3 separate regions of the Pan troglodytes genome follow, and all the other regions are linked to region 1. A link is a contact called in public Hi-C data. All regions are on one chromosome and are shown on one strand. Each heading gives the region's core, a stretch centred on a gene start, on an enhancer-like site or on the middle of the called end of the contact. The rest is flanking DNA. Distances are from core to core; before and after follow the strand shown.

Region 1 (4,535 bases), core at 678-3,177:
ACAAATATTTTTAAATCTTCAGAGAAATATTTGTAATTTATTTCTTATGATTTATGCACATTTTCTTTAGCATTTATTCCAGGTGTGTTTTTACACATTGCTATGATTATAAGCATAAGTAATCTTAGCTTTTCTATTTTTAACATTTTTATATTTATTTAAAATAGTGGTTGACTGTGCAGATTCATCTATCACTTTTAGTGAAATTCGTAATGATTATGAGAGATTTTTATGGGCTTTCTAAGTATATAATTTTGTTGATGAAAAATAATGATAATTCCCCTCCTTCCAATGTTTATTCCTCTTATTTCTAATCTTATTTTGAGAACTAGCCAGAATATTCTGAAAACTGTTATTTAATATTTATGATGGGACAATCTTTTCTTTATCTTTTTGAATTTTAATGGAAATGCCTTTGGTGTTTCACCATCAGACATGATGTTGGCTCTTGGCTAAAGAGAGATATACTTATTAAGAAATTAGTCCTTTTTGGCCAAAATTTTAAAGAATTTTAAAATATTAGTCAACATTGAGTGTAGAATTTTAAGCTACTCTTTAAAGCAACCAAAATAGGTTTGAAATATATTTTAATATAACTTGAATGTGTCCAATTAAATTAAAACCCTTTTATAAGTAGTACACAGTTTAATTTTCTATAACACGTAGAAAATTTATAATAAACTGCAATGTGCAGGTACTACAGGAAGTTTTCACTCCTACTCTTTTATTTAAGCTTAAGTAATAACTCAAATTCATGCTTTTTAATATTATGCTTATTCGATTAGTTTTCAATTTCTGTCACAATTTTTTTCCCTGTATGTTACAATACATCACAGTTGATTAATGCAGAAAGCTCTGACAGATATTTTAGTGGGTTGATTTGTACCTCTTAATGTTTGAAATTTATATATTTGGTTGACAGCCTGGCTAAGGCAATAAAATACTGAGAAGTAAAAATACAAGCTCATTCTTAGTTAACATATGTTTTCTGTATCAGCATCATAAAATTCCACATTTGCAAATTTTGTTCATATGCTGAAGTTTTATAGAAAGTAACAAATTGTTGTCATATGGATTTCTCTGAGTTAAAAAGTGACACTGTAAAGACCTAGTTTTCTGCACAGCAGTATACAAATTTGGCTAAACAGTTTTCTTACAATTATGTAAAAATAACAAACTAGGCTTAGAGGGAAACAGACTGAAAGGAAATGTACCAAAATGTGTTTCCTTTCCCTCATGTCTCAGCCTAGGGGTACTATCCTCCCGGCAGTCTCTGTTGACGCTCTAACTGGATTGGGCGCCCCTCCTATGTGCTTCTGGCCCCTTCTTCCTCTGTCACACTGTGCTAGTGGTGCATGGCAGGTCATCTCCCCCAGGTACTGTCAGTTCTAGGAGTGAAGGGACTGCTTTGTGCATGTCCTCATCATCTGTCTATTGCTCAGATAATATCTGCATGGGGAATAGATTCATGAATGAATGAATGTGTGGATGTTTGGGTGTTACACTATGGACATTCACAAAACATTAATAGCTCAAAATTTGTGTTTCTATTTTCCAAATTCCCTTTAACATACACATTTTACAATGTTTGGTTTTCATGTGAACGAGAACGTCAAAGGCAAGCATCAGAATAGCAGAATATGTTGAAAAGAGACTTGTTTTTTTCTTTCTGAGATGCCATTTTTATCCCAGTACCACCAGCCATGAGGGTGGTATATTGAGTATTTCCTGCTTTCTGCTCTGGTGGGACCACACTGCCTGGCCCTCTTGTGGTGGGGTAGGATAAGGCCATGTTACTTGTTCTTACAAGAGAGATGCAGGAGGTAATAATAGCACATGTCACTTCCAGGTCAAAGTATTGCTGGTGTGAGCCCCTCCAGAGTTTACTTCCCCTTAGCCACAGTGACCAGAATATTCCAGATATTGCTGTCAGCCAGGTCTCAGCGTGAGAACCACATGAATGAGAGTTCCCTGTCAAATGGAGATGGATGTGTTCTGTGAGCGAGCAGTTAACCTTTGTAATGTAAAGTCACTGAGATCTGGGGAGTGCCTGTTACTGAATGATAAGTTAGCTTTTCCCAGTTGGTACTGTGTGGCAAATTTTCTTCCTTATGCCTTATTCAGAGATAGTCGCTGAGTTCTACAAACTAGTAAACTAAGCACAGAAAAATTAACTCTCTCTCTAAAGATGGAATACAATAGAAATGCTGAAAGATTAAAAAAGGAAGTACTTCTGCTTTGCAACCCCAGTACCAAGTTGGAATGCCTTGTAGGCTTATGTCCTGAGGCTTTCATTTTTCTTTCCCTCCGAGCCAGTTAGACCAACGATCTTACCTAATTGGTTAGTAATTACATGCAGTTCTTGACTGTGACATTTGGGGTCTTTTGAACATTTTCTATTTAAGTCCAGTGGTTGCAATATCGGAAAAAACAAAAAACAAAAACAGAATGTGGCCAATCATATTACCTCAGGGTTTGTTTTTTTTTTTTAGCCCTAAATGTCAGTAGCTAGATTGATACATATCACTTTCTGAAGTACAGGCTGTAAATCTAGGAGTTATAAATGTCAGTTTTGATGTGTGTTTTAGTGGCTTCAAACATCCCCAGTGGAGGAAACAAGCAGGCTGTTACTATGGAAGTTCCTTGTATTACACAGGGACCTACCAGGACTGGCAGTAATTGGTAACACTTGGAAAATCTATGGGGAAAGCAGTTCCCAGATCACTGAAAAAATCCTGGGCTTAAAATCAGAAGATCTGGGTCTGAGGATCAGCTATTTCATTCTGTGTGTTACGCTACTGTATGAGCAACTTTGAGAGCTTGGGGAAATCTCTTTACCTACACCTCAGCTGCCTCATCTGTTAAATAGCAGGCAAAAGGCGTTCTCATGAAAAGTGCATGAGATGATGTGAAAACTCAGAACTACCTAGGCTCAAAGGAATTAACTTCACTCCTAAGGTTGGGTCCATGGATCATGTACCTGATCAGGAATGATAGCAGATGTAGATGCTACAGATAGACCTCTTGGCTAAATCATGACTAAAAAATCCCAAAGGGTGAATATCAAACAGGGGCCATTTTTCATTTTTGGTGTTGGTTCAGGGATCTCTCTCAAAAATAAATGGCGGCCAGACATAATGGCTGACGCCTGTAATCTCAGCATTTTGGGAGGCCAAGGTGGGAGGATTGCTTGAGCCTAGGAGTTTGAGACCAGCTTGGGCAACACAGAGAAACCTCATCTCTATTTCAAAAAAAAAAAAAAAAATTAGGTAGGCGTGGTGGCATACACCTGTAGTCTCAGCTATCTGGGAGGCTGAGGTAGGAGCATCACCTGAGCCCAGGGAGGTTGAGGCTGCAGTGAGCCATGATCTTGCCACTGCACTCCAGCCTGGGGGACAGAGTAAGACCTTGTATCAAAATAAAATAAAATAAAAGGAAAGGAAACTGTCCATCACATAAGTGGCTTACACATCGGTATATGTGGCCATGCCTCAGCCCATGTGCTCTAGTGATTTCTGCCACTCTGGGCAATAAGGGCAAATTTGCATCCATGCCTTTGGTCTTTGAGGGGGAATGGCTCACAGTCTTCCTGGTTTGGGAACCTGCAGATAATAAGGAGGCCTGCCCACCACAGAAGCATTTGCACAGTGTGAATGCCTGGAAGCATGGTGCTAATGTTTTAGCCAATTCCTCTGGCTCTTCCTGACCATTCCATGCTTGGAATCTCATCAGTCAGCTCTCATCTCAAATTCTGACATTCACTAAGTTGGGCCAACTAAGAGGGGTGCTTAAATTTGAAGCAGAAATCATTTTGAGGAATAAATTTGGAATTAGCATCTTGGTACAGGCTCCAATTAAACAGTCCCTGAGCACAAGTGATGGAGCATGAGTCTAGAGTATGTTTTTCAAATCTTCATAATTTAGTATTTATAGGTATTCCTAGAGATTTTGTAGGAAAAAGAAGACTGACCAGAAAGGGGTTATAGTTTGCTTTGCCCTCTGTTAGACTTCCTTCTCTCAGGGCTTTATTTTATTGGGTTGCAAAAAATCTGTCCCAATAAATATTTGTTTGATCTTTTAAATTTGCTTTCCAAAAATTTCCATTCAAATATAACCAAGAAAAAGATTCATTTAGGGTTTTCTTCATATGTGTGTATCAAGATAAAGATAATATAACCTGGAATCCTCAAAGTTCTTAGACACAGAAGTCTAGCACTAAAATTTGAGTTTGTCTTTTTTTTTTTTTTTTTTTTTTTTTGAGACTGATTGTCGCTCTGTTGCCCAGGCTGGAGTGCAGTGGCACAATCTCAGCTCACTGCAGCCTCTGCTTCCCTGGTTCAAGCGATTCTTCTGCCTCAGCCTCCCAAGTAGCTAGGATTATAGGCCCCCACCACCACACCCAGCTAATTGTTGTATTTTTGGTAGAGACAGGGTTTCACCATGTTGGCTAGGCTGGTCTTAAACTCCTGACCTCAAGTGATCCACCCACCTTGGCCTCCCAAAGGAGTTTGTCTTTTATAGCAATGTAGGATCTG
Region 2 (4,535 bases), core at 1,268-3,767, 240 kb before region 1:
ATGGAAAGAGAAACCAACTGAGGATTTACTGAGGCAAACTCAGAGGGTCTTTGTAAGGAGAAAGGAAGAGAAGCAGAAACAAAAAGCAAAAATCATGGTTTCCACTGTGGAAGAGGTAGTCAGAAAAGGCTTACATCAAGATCCCCCACTTAGGAGACAAGGGAATTATAGATTTCAACACAAAGAAAGAAGGGAAATGCAGGGAAAAGGTCCTAAGACTATGAGTGGATGTTACAAGTGTGGAAAGACAGGGCATTTGAAGAGAGGATGTCCTAAATGGAAAAAAGAAAAGGTGATACCCCTCATGACTATTGATGAAGACTAGTCGGGGGCAGGAGCGCCTTCTGAGTAGATCCCACCAGGAACCCTTAATAAATCTGAAGGTGGGACCTGAGGGAGAAGTGACATTTTTGGTTGATACTGGGGCAGCTCACTCCTCCCTAATTCACCAACCAAGGGGTACAGAACTCTCTAAGGAAAAATTGAAAGTATCAGGGGTAAAAGGGGAGGGATTTCAGGTTCCAATATTTAAGAAAATTTTAATTACATCAGGAGCAAAACAAATTGAGGCGTCACTTGTTCCTGAAGTAGGAACTAACCTCCTGTGTCGAGACCTGATTGTGAGATTGGGTTTAGGATTAGGAATAGAGGAAGGACAAATAAAAGTAATGATGGGCCTCCTGACAGAGGAGGAGGAAAGAAAAATTAATCCCCTTGTGAGGGTTAGGGAAGGCAACAGAGGGTTAAAAATCACACCCTTACAGATTAACCTAAAACAACCAGAAGTAGTTTGCAGAGAACAATATCCCATTTCCACTGAAGGGAGAAAAGGTCTCCAACTGGTAATAGAGGGATTGATTAATGATGGACAATTAAAACCCTGCATGTTACAATACTCCAATTCTCCCAAAGAGCCTGATGGGTTGTATAGATTGCTACAAGATCTAAGGGCTATAAATCAAACTGTCCAGACCTACCACCCTGTGGTGACTAAACACTACACCCTCTTTAGTAAGATACCCTATGAACGTAAGTGGTTCAATGTGGTGGATCCAAAAGATGCATTCTGGGCATGTCCCCTAGACTTTAGGATTAGGGAACCTCTTTGCCTTTGAATGGGAAGATGCTATAACTAGGAGAAAACAACAGTACCCCTGGACTGTGCTGCCACAAGGTTTCACAGAAGCCCCAAACGTATTTGGTCAAATCTTAGAAAAAGTCCTGGAGGAATTTCAACCTTCCAGGGGAACCCAGTTGTTACAATACATAGATAATCTTTTAATTTCTGGGGAGAGGAGGGCCGAGGTATCAGAAACCACCACAAGCTTAATTTCCTAGGAGAAAGGGGATTGCGAGTATCTAAGAACAAACTGCAGTTTGCAGAAAAAGAAGTTAAATATTTAGGACACCTGATTAGTGAAGGGATGTGAAGAATAAACCCAGAGAGAATACTGGGAATAGTGGGTCTGCCTTTGCCTAAGACAAAAAGAGAACTCCAAAAATTTTTAGATTTAACTGGCTACTATAGGTTATGGATTGACTCATATGATCAAAAGACAAAGACTCTATATATCAAGTTACTAGAAGAAGAACCCAATCCCTTGCAATTGTCCTCAAAGGAAATTCAGGTGGTAAAAGAGCTAAAGCAGGCCCTCATTACAGCCGCGGTCCTGGTCCTCTCATCTTTAGAGAAACCATTCCATCTGTTGGTAACAGTGGATCACCCTTGGGGTGCTCACTCAAACCTGGGGAGGGAAGAGGGAATCTGTTGCTTTTGCCTTCAAGCTTCTCTATCCTGTCTCTCAGGGGTGGCCCAAATATGTGCAAGCAGTGCTGCCACAGCCCTGCTGGTAGGAGAGTAGAAAGCTAACCTTTGTTGGGGCCCTAATAGTAAGCGCCCCACACCAGGTCAGGAATATATTAAACCAAAAGCCGGGAGATAGTTTGAACACATTCTTCATAAAATATGAAGCCATATAATTAAGAAAAAAAATTATTTGCTTGTAACAACAAATATTTGCCTAAATGCAGCCAGTTTCCTATGGAAAGGAGAGGAGATCAAAGACATCAGACCAGAACTGCTTAGATATCATAGAATAACAAACCAAAGTAGGACCAAACCTTAGGGAAGCTCCACTACATGATGGGATAAGGCTCTTTGTGGATGAGTTGTGACGAACGAGAGACGGCAATGCTGTCACTGATGGAGATAAACACTCCCTATGTGAGAAAGGTAGATTACCTAATGGCTGGTCAGCCCAAATCTGTAAATTATATGGTCTTAACCCGGCCATAAAGCTCCTTAAGGCCAAAGAAGGCACTATATATACTGATTCTAAATATGCTTAATGGGTTAGAACACACTTTAAAAAAAATCTGGACAGAGCAGGGTCTAATAAATAGCAGGGGAAAATAATTGGTACCTGGGTAACTGGTCAAACAGGTTTTAGAAAGCCTCCTGCTTCCAGCAGAGGTAGCCATAGTTCATGTAAATGGTCATCTGAAAGGGAACACTATAGAAGCTACAGGAAACAGGCTTGCAGATGAAGCTGCTAAGCAAGCCTCCCTGGACGAAGAAATTAGACTATGTAGTCTGCTCCCAAACATCCCTAAGCCAGTATTAAGGCCCCAGTTTACCAGAGAGGAGGAGGAAGAATTAGACAGGACAGGGGTCACTCAGACTGAAGATGGCAAATGGGTACTTCCTGAAATAAGTAAACCCCTAATGAGAAAACTAGTATCTACATTACACAAATGGAGTCAATGGGGACCCCAGGCTTTGTGTGATACAATACTTAGGAATTATGGGTGTATAGGGATTTATACCCTTGCTAAACAAGCATGTGGAAATTGTGTTAACTTGTCAAAAGATAAACAAAAAGGTGATTAGAAAACAGGAAGACCTCCGGAGTAAGACCACTTCAAAGCATTCAAGTAGATTTCACAGAAATGCCCAAAGTAGGAAGACTGAAGTATTTACTGGTGATGGTAGATTACCTTTCAGGCTGGGTAGAAGCCTTTCCCCTTCCAACAGCCACTGCTGGGAATGTGGTCAAAATAATATTAAAACAGATTTACCTAGCTTTGGACTGATGGAAAATATTAATTCAGACAATGGAAGCCACTTTACCTCAAGGGTGTTAACGTGAATTATGGAAGGTTTACAAATTAAATGGGATTATCTCACCCCTTGGCATCTCCCTTCCTCTGGAAAGGTAGAAAGAATGAATCAAACTCTCACAAAGCATATCACCAAACTAATCTTAAAAACTAAAATGCCTTGAACCAAATGTCCCCCAATAGCATTCCTTAGATTAGAACAAGCCCCAATAAAAGACTTGGGATTGCCCCTCTACGAGTCATTATATGGGCTCCTATATTTGTGCAGAGCTACAGATCTTCCGGCTATGGAAACCAAGGATCAATTTTTAAAGAAATTATATAGTGGCCATATACTCCACCCTGTCATCCCTTAGGTTAAAACGACTTCTAACTCAAACTTCACCTCTTGAGTTCATGGCTCACCACTTTCAGCCTGGTAACTTGGTGCTGATTAAGACTTGGAAAGAAGACAAGCTCCACCCAAGCTGGGAAGGTCCCTATCAAGTGCTCCTGACCACTGAGACAGCCATGCGAACAGCTGCATGAGGTGGACTCACTATACTCGAGTCAAGGGACTGGTAAAGGAGACCCTGGAAAGGAGGGGAAAAGACGAGTGGAAAGTGCATGGGTCACCTAAGGAACCCTTAAAGTTAACTCTGAGAAAAATCTAAAAAGAAAACATGGGCTGGCCCCAGTTCTGGAAGACTCTTGGTTATATGGGTTAGGGGCAGACATCACAGGGAAAGACCCCGTAGGGCAATTTATTCTCAAACTCATCAAAAACTCAACCCCACAAGTGTCTGGTACTGCTCCAAGCCCAGGCCCTAGTAAACACTTTAGTCCACCAAATAATGATCCTAAAAGGCTAAAAATAATTGAGGTAAAGGATGTAAAGCAAACCTTAAAAACTGAGGGTATGGGGATGTGAATGCCTGGGTTGAGTGGGTCACATTTTTGGTACAAGCCCTCAACAAGAGTAACTACTATGCATGTGCTGCGGGAGGACCTCAGGCATGGGTGGTTCCATTTCCCCTAGGATGGAATACTGATCCTGAAGTAATGTGTTGCATGTTGGCTCTATACCGAGACAAGGATGCATGGGAAAATGAGACTTGTAAGAGTCTGTCATTGCTCTTTCCCGCATTGTGGAGAGGGGTCAGAACCCCTCATTCTCTACAGGGAATATGAACTACTCCTCTTGCCTCTCCAGGCAGGGGGCAGAATTCAATAAGCCCATGGGAGAACTCTCAACTTGTACCCACATCCTAAGCATCACAGGTTGAGTCAGGCAATGGCAATTACTCAGCTCTCCATACACCACGGCTGATGTCTGGTGGTACTGTGGGAAAAAAGGATGATAAGTTGTTACCATCCAATCGGACTGGGACTTGTGCTTTAGTCCAGTTGGCCATTCCCTTCATCCTGGTATTCCA
Region 3 (4,535 bases), core at 1,102-3,601, 150 kb before region 1:
TTAGGCTTCCTTCAGCCAATTCTAGCTTGTGAATGGAATGGAAAAAAATCACTCACATAACTGGTTGGCCAAGATAAGAACCTTTGTACTCTTTGTTCCTTCTTCTTTCTTTCAAAGTTTGGGATCAGAATCAAGGACTAGGGCATTTCTTGTCACTCTGTATCCAAGACGCAAGTGGCCAGGTTTAAGTGTACACAGATGGGCCACATTATCAAGGAGGTAGTAGGTTGGCAGGAAACTATTATATCATGCAGCTCTAGGACACCATTCATCTAGAAGACTGTACTCAAATTGAACTCCTCAGTCCAGCAGAGATGGTATCACTTGGGAGCTTGTTAGAAATCCAGAATCTCAGCCCCACCCATGTGTTTTAACAAAATTTCCAGGTGATTCGACACACAGCAAAGTTTGAGAAGTGCTAAACTAAACAACAACGTCCATGGCTCCCCCCCGCCCACAAACTTCCGCAGTGCTCTGCAGTTCTGAGGATCCCTCCCTTGGGTTCTTGGAATGCATTTTCTTTTTTATTTTTTTGAGACTCTGTCGCCAGGCTGGAGTGCAGTTGCGCGATCTCGGCTCACTGCAACCTCCGCCTCCCGGGTTCAAGCGATTCTCCTGCCTCAGCTTCGTGAGTAGCTGGGACTACATACACGCGCCACCACGCCCAGCTCATTTTTTTTACTTTAGTAGAGATGGGGTTTCGCCATGTTGGCCAGGATTGTCTTGATCTCCTGACCTCATGATCCGCCCACCTCGGCCTCCCCAAGTGCTGGGATTACAGGCATGAGCCACCATGCCCAGCCTGAATGCATTTTCTTTTATAAGGTCAGAAAGGTAAGAAGGAGTGAGGGGCTGGCCTTCTTTTCCTAAGAGAAGGCCCAATCTGCCTGATTCTTATTGAGCTTTCATTCTATGGGTTCTCTTCCTTTCATGCAACTCATGAGACAAGGTAGTTCAAACTTGAGGGCAAGTTATACTTTGCAGAAGGTCCAGGCATCTCTCTGGCTACCACATTCCCTTCTAAGAGGTGGAAGAGGAACGATGGGGCCAAGGGTTGGCTCCTACTCCAGAGAGAGGCCCAGGTTCTCTAAACCAATTCTCTTTATTTTTCTCTCTCTTCCCCCCTCTTCATCATCATCATTTTTCTTTTCCTCTCTCTATCAGCTGGACAAAATAAGCCAGGGAGCAAATTCATTGGGAATGACTCCTACCCTAGGAAGACCTAGATGACAGGCTCAACCAGTGTTGGAGCTCACTCACTCTCTTATCTTTTTCAAGCTAATCAGTATGTTCCAGATCCACCTTTCCTAACCTTGGCTGTGGCCTTGAGGAAAAGGGGAAAGAGGAAGAGAAACCTATTAGGCGTGTATTATTTTTAAACCTCCAGACTAAACAAAATGAATCCTCTATTTGTCATAGCACAGCTTCTCAGGATGCACTGACATTTGGGAAGGCTCATTTAGTACAAAAAGACATGCCTTTGCTGCCAGTGACTATGTGTATGTTAATTACAAATACTTAGCACTTACTGTGTTATATATAAGCACTTTACATGTATTGACTGATTTAATCCCCCGTTAGCTCTAAAAGTTAGGTGTTATAGTTGTTCTCATTTTACAGATGTGAAAATAGAGGCACTCAGCGTTTTAATAATTTGCAAGCTTACCCAGAAAATAAATGGTAGGGAGTGGGGATTTGAACCCAAGTGCCTGGTGCCAGAAACCTTGCTCTTAACCTGCCTCTGACACTTGTCTCCAAGGAACCCTGCAAAGAGAGTTGTTTGGTTGGCATGTTCCTGCTCCTCCAGCCAGTTACCATCCTAATCGCATTACCATTCCCTACGGAGCTCCTTTGTCAAAGCACAGCCACAGATTTTAAATCATGAAGGATGTGTCTGACTTTGGTGAATGCGGCTGTTTGTTTAGTAGACCAACCAGATTTACAGATGAGAAAAGGAAGCATATCATAGGCTCAGAAAGACTTCCCACAGCACCAATAGTTTTTTTTTTTTTAACAACAACAACAAGAAGAAGAAAACCCTCAACAACGATAAAACATAAAAAAGAAAAGAAATATGAAGGCCGCATAAGATAATTAGGGTAATTCAACCAAAGAGAGACAAAGAGTTACTCTTTTCCTAAAGCGAATTTTCTAAGGGTAAGATTTTCAAAACTGAACCAATTAAATGTATTTCCTGTTCTCACCCACAGCTCCTTGCTTTGGGTAAGCAAGTATGCTGTTTACAAAGTACTTTCACAGATGTTTACTCTCTGATCTTCACAGCACCCCAAAGAGGTTGAGTATCTTGCCTAAAATAACACAAACTAAGTGGCAGAGTTTAGACTGCAGCCTGGTGTTCTGAGGTAGAGAGGCAGCTTCACTGCCTGCTCTCTGTTCTTTAGTGATAAAAGAAGAGTGGAAAGACATGTGAATCTCATACTTTAAATTTGGAAATTTCCAGTCACACAGAAATAACAGCTAGCAAGTTATCAAGGGCTTCACCATTCACCAGATGCTGACCTAAGAATGTCACATGGTGTAATTTGTTTAACCCCCAAAATAGATCAGTGAAAAGCCTGTTATAATCCACATCTTGCAGATGAAGAAACTGAGGTATGGAAAAGTTAAATGACTTGCCCAGGCTCATCCTTCTAGCAAATGGCAGAGCTAAGACTCCAACCAGGACACCTGTTTCCAGAGCTGTTCGCTTATTACCAAGCTCTCCCATCTCTGCTGAAAAATTAAGATCAAATTGACAAGAGAACTCAACAGCATTAGTCCTCAGAAACATCTGTGATGGAAAAGGGAGAGTACACAACATGTTTGTAGTGGGAAGAAATATTATTACAGTACTCGCATGTTAAATAATCATTTGAAAGTAAACAGGATTATCAGTTAGGTGTCAGCATGGAATATTAATGATTAATAAAGTGTATCAACTTATATAATCTGTATATCTTCCTGTGTAAGGAGCTGTGTGGAGTGATGGGGGCTCCACAGACAAGCAAAAGGTGCTCCTGGCTTCAAGAAGCCCACAGGGAAGCTGGAGAGATGACAAACCATCATCACAGGAGAAGTTATACAACCCAGAAACCATAAATAAAAGTTCAATTGAAGCCATAATTGAAGAGATGTCACAAGGCAGTAGGTGATTAATTGCAAAATGAATTCTCCAGTCAATAACTGTAATGGGAGTTTAAGGCAAGGAGCAATCCCTCCAGGCTGGGGCTGTGAGGGAAAACTTTGTCAGGGAGCTTGAGCTTGAATTGGATCTTGAAGGATGCCCAAAATATGAATAGCTGTAGGGTGGGAGGGGAAGGGAATTCCAGACAGAGCAGAGGTGTAGAAGCAGGAAAATACGGGGAAAGCACATTTGAGGTGGGAAAAAAAAACAGGAGGCCTGGCTGGACCTGACATAACTCCAGGGCCAACCCCTCAACCCTTGGAGCTGCTGCTGTGGAAAACACTTCATAAGGCACCCTGGTACTATCCAATCTCGAACCATCCACCTGCTGTCTGCCTGCCTTCCTACTTCTAGGCCAGGGAGCCCTTGGTAACACATGCAACCACAAGATGGGCAAATCCTTCCAAAAATCTTGTGTTCTTCCCACACTCATGTCTGTTTCTGTTTCTCATGTGAATTCCTTGAGAAGTACAATCTATCCAGGCAGCCTGTTAGGAGTATATCTTTTGGAAAGCCAGAAAATTTTACCATACTTCCCATCCCTGTCTTTATTCTTGGAGACTTTCTTAAAAGCAAGTTCCTCCTGTTACAGTAGGTAGCTAGTCAGACATGAGCAGGGCAGGACAGAGCACACCCTCCTGCCTCCACCAAGAGGCAGGCTCCACCAAGATGTCTGGTTGGACAGCCATCAGGTGATGGTCAAGCCGTTGTTAAACTGTTTCTCTAAAATAATAATTGGTCACAGCTGGCACCAGGGAAAGGCAGTCTCCCATTATCTAGAAACACCTGAAACTGGTGATTAGCAGCTTCCCGATAAGATCTCAGGAGGTGGGTGAGTGGACTCAACCATGCCCACAAAGAGGCAAAATGGCAGAGTTTAACTGTTATATCACCTTCCTCTAGGAGCACTGCACTGGTAAGGAAAGAACGCCTCGAGTGAGCATGCGTGCAACCTCAGTAAACGTACTGCGCATGCGGCCCCTCCCAGGTGCTGGCCGACCACTATGCATATGGACAGCCCACCCCAAGGGAACGATCGGGGGAGGAGGATGCCGTCGAATAAACCCCAAGTCAGAGGTCAAACCACGCACTTGATCTCTCAAGTCACCTGCTTGGTCCTCTTCCAAGTGTACTTTACTTCCCTTTGTTCCTGCTCTAAACCTTTTAATAAATTTTTGCTTCTGCTCTAAAACTTGCCTGGGTCTCTCACTTTGCCTTACGCCCCTGGATTGAATTCTTCTTTCTTCTGAGAAGGCTGCAGACCTGTGTGGATTAGCCGCTGCTAACATCCACTCTGCCTGTGTGTCCCATCTGCTCCAGGCTTCATCCATCAGCAACCTATGCCCACAGG

What was found. A called contact is a pair of places that touch in the nucleus more often than the background predicts.
Region 2: a contact with region 1 is called in a Hi-C map of induced pluripotent stem cells, with 3 times the contacts expected there. The contact joins two enhancer-like sites. A contact is called at or near these places in 6 of 7 Hi-C or Micro-C datasets (blood, induced pluripotent stem cells, a lymphoblastoid cell line and 2 more).
Region 3: a Hi-C map of blood shows a contact between it and region 1, with 3 times the contacts expected there. The contact joins two enhancer-like sites. A contact is called at or near these places in 1 of 7 Hi-C or Micro-C datasets (blood) and 1 of 1 datasets of contacts at active chromatin or transcription factors (stem cell-derived excitatory neurons).

The regions. Positions count from the first base shown.
Region 1 is chr6:27,083,828-27,088,362 of NHGRI_mPanTro3-v2.0_pri, reverse strand. No RefSeq gene overlaps it. Among named protein-coding and RNA genes, the nearest start is that of SP4, 160 kb to the left of the region's middle. Within about 2 kb of position 1,927, at least 3 of the 24 cell types and tissues checked have an H3K27ac peak or open chromatin away from gene starts, as enhancers often do. A contact at or near this core is called in induced pluripotent stem cells, where this site is marked.
Region 2 is chr6:27,325,118-27,329,652 of NHGRI_mPanTro3-v2.0_pri, reverse strand. All of the region lies in intron 5 of SP4 (Sp4 transcription factor), which reads right to left. Among named protein-coding and RNA genes, the nearest start is that of MIR1183, 34 kb to the right of the region's middle. Within about 2 kb of position 2,517, at least 1 of the 24 cell types and tissues checked has an H3K27ac peak or open chromatin away from gene starts, as enhancers often do. A contact at or near this core is called in induced pluripotent stem cells, where this site is marked.
Region 3 is chr6:27,233,212-27,237,746 of NHGRI_mPanTro3-v2.0_pri, reverse strand. No RefSeq gene overlaps it. Among named protein-coding and RNA genes, the nearest start is that of SP4, 15 kb to the left of the region's middle. Within about 2 kb of position 2,351, at least 2 of the 24 cell types and tissues checked have an H3K27ac peak or open chromatin away from gene starts, as enhancers often do.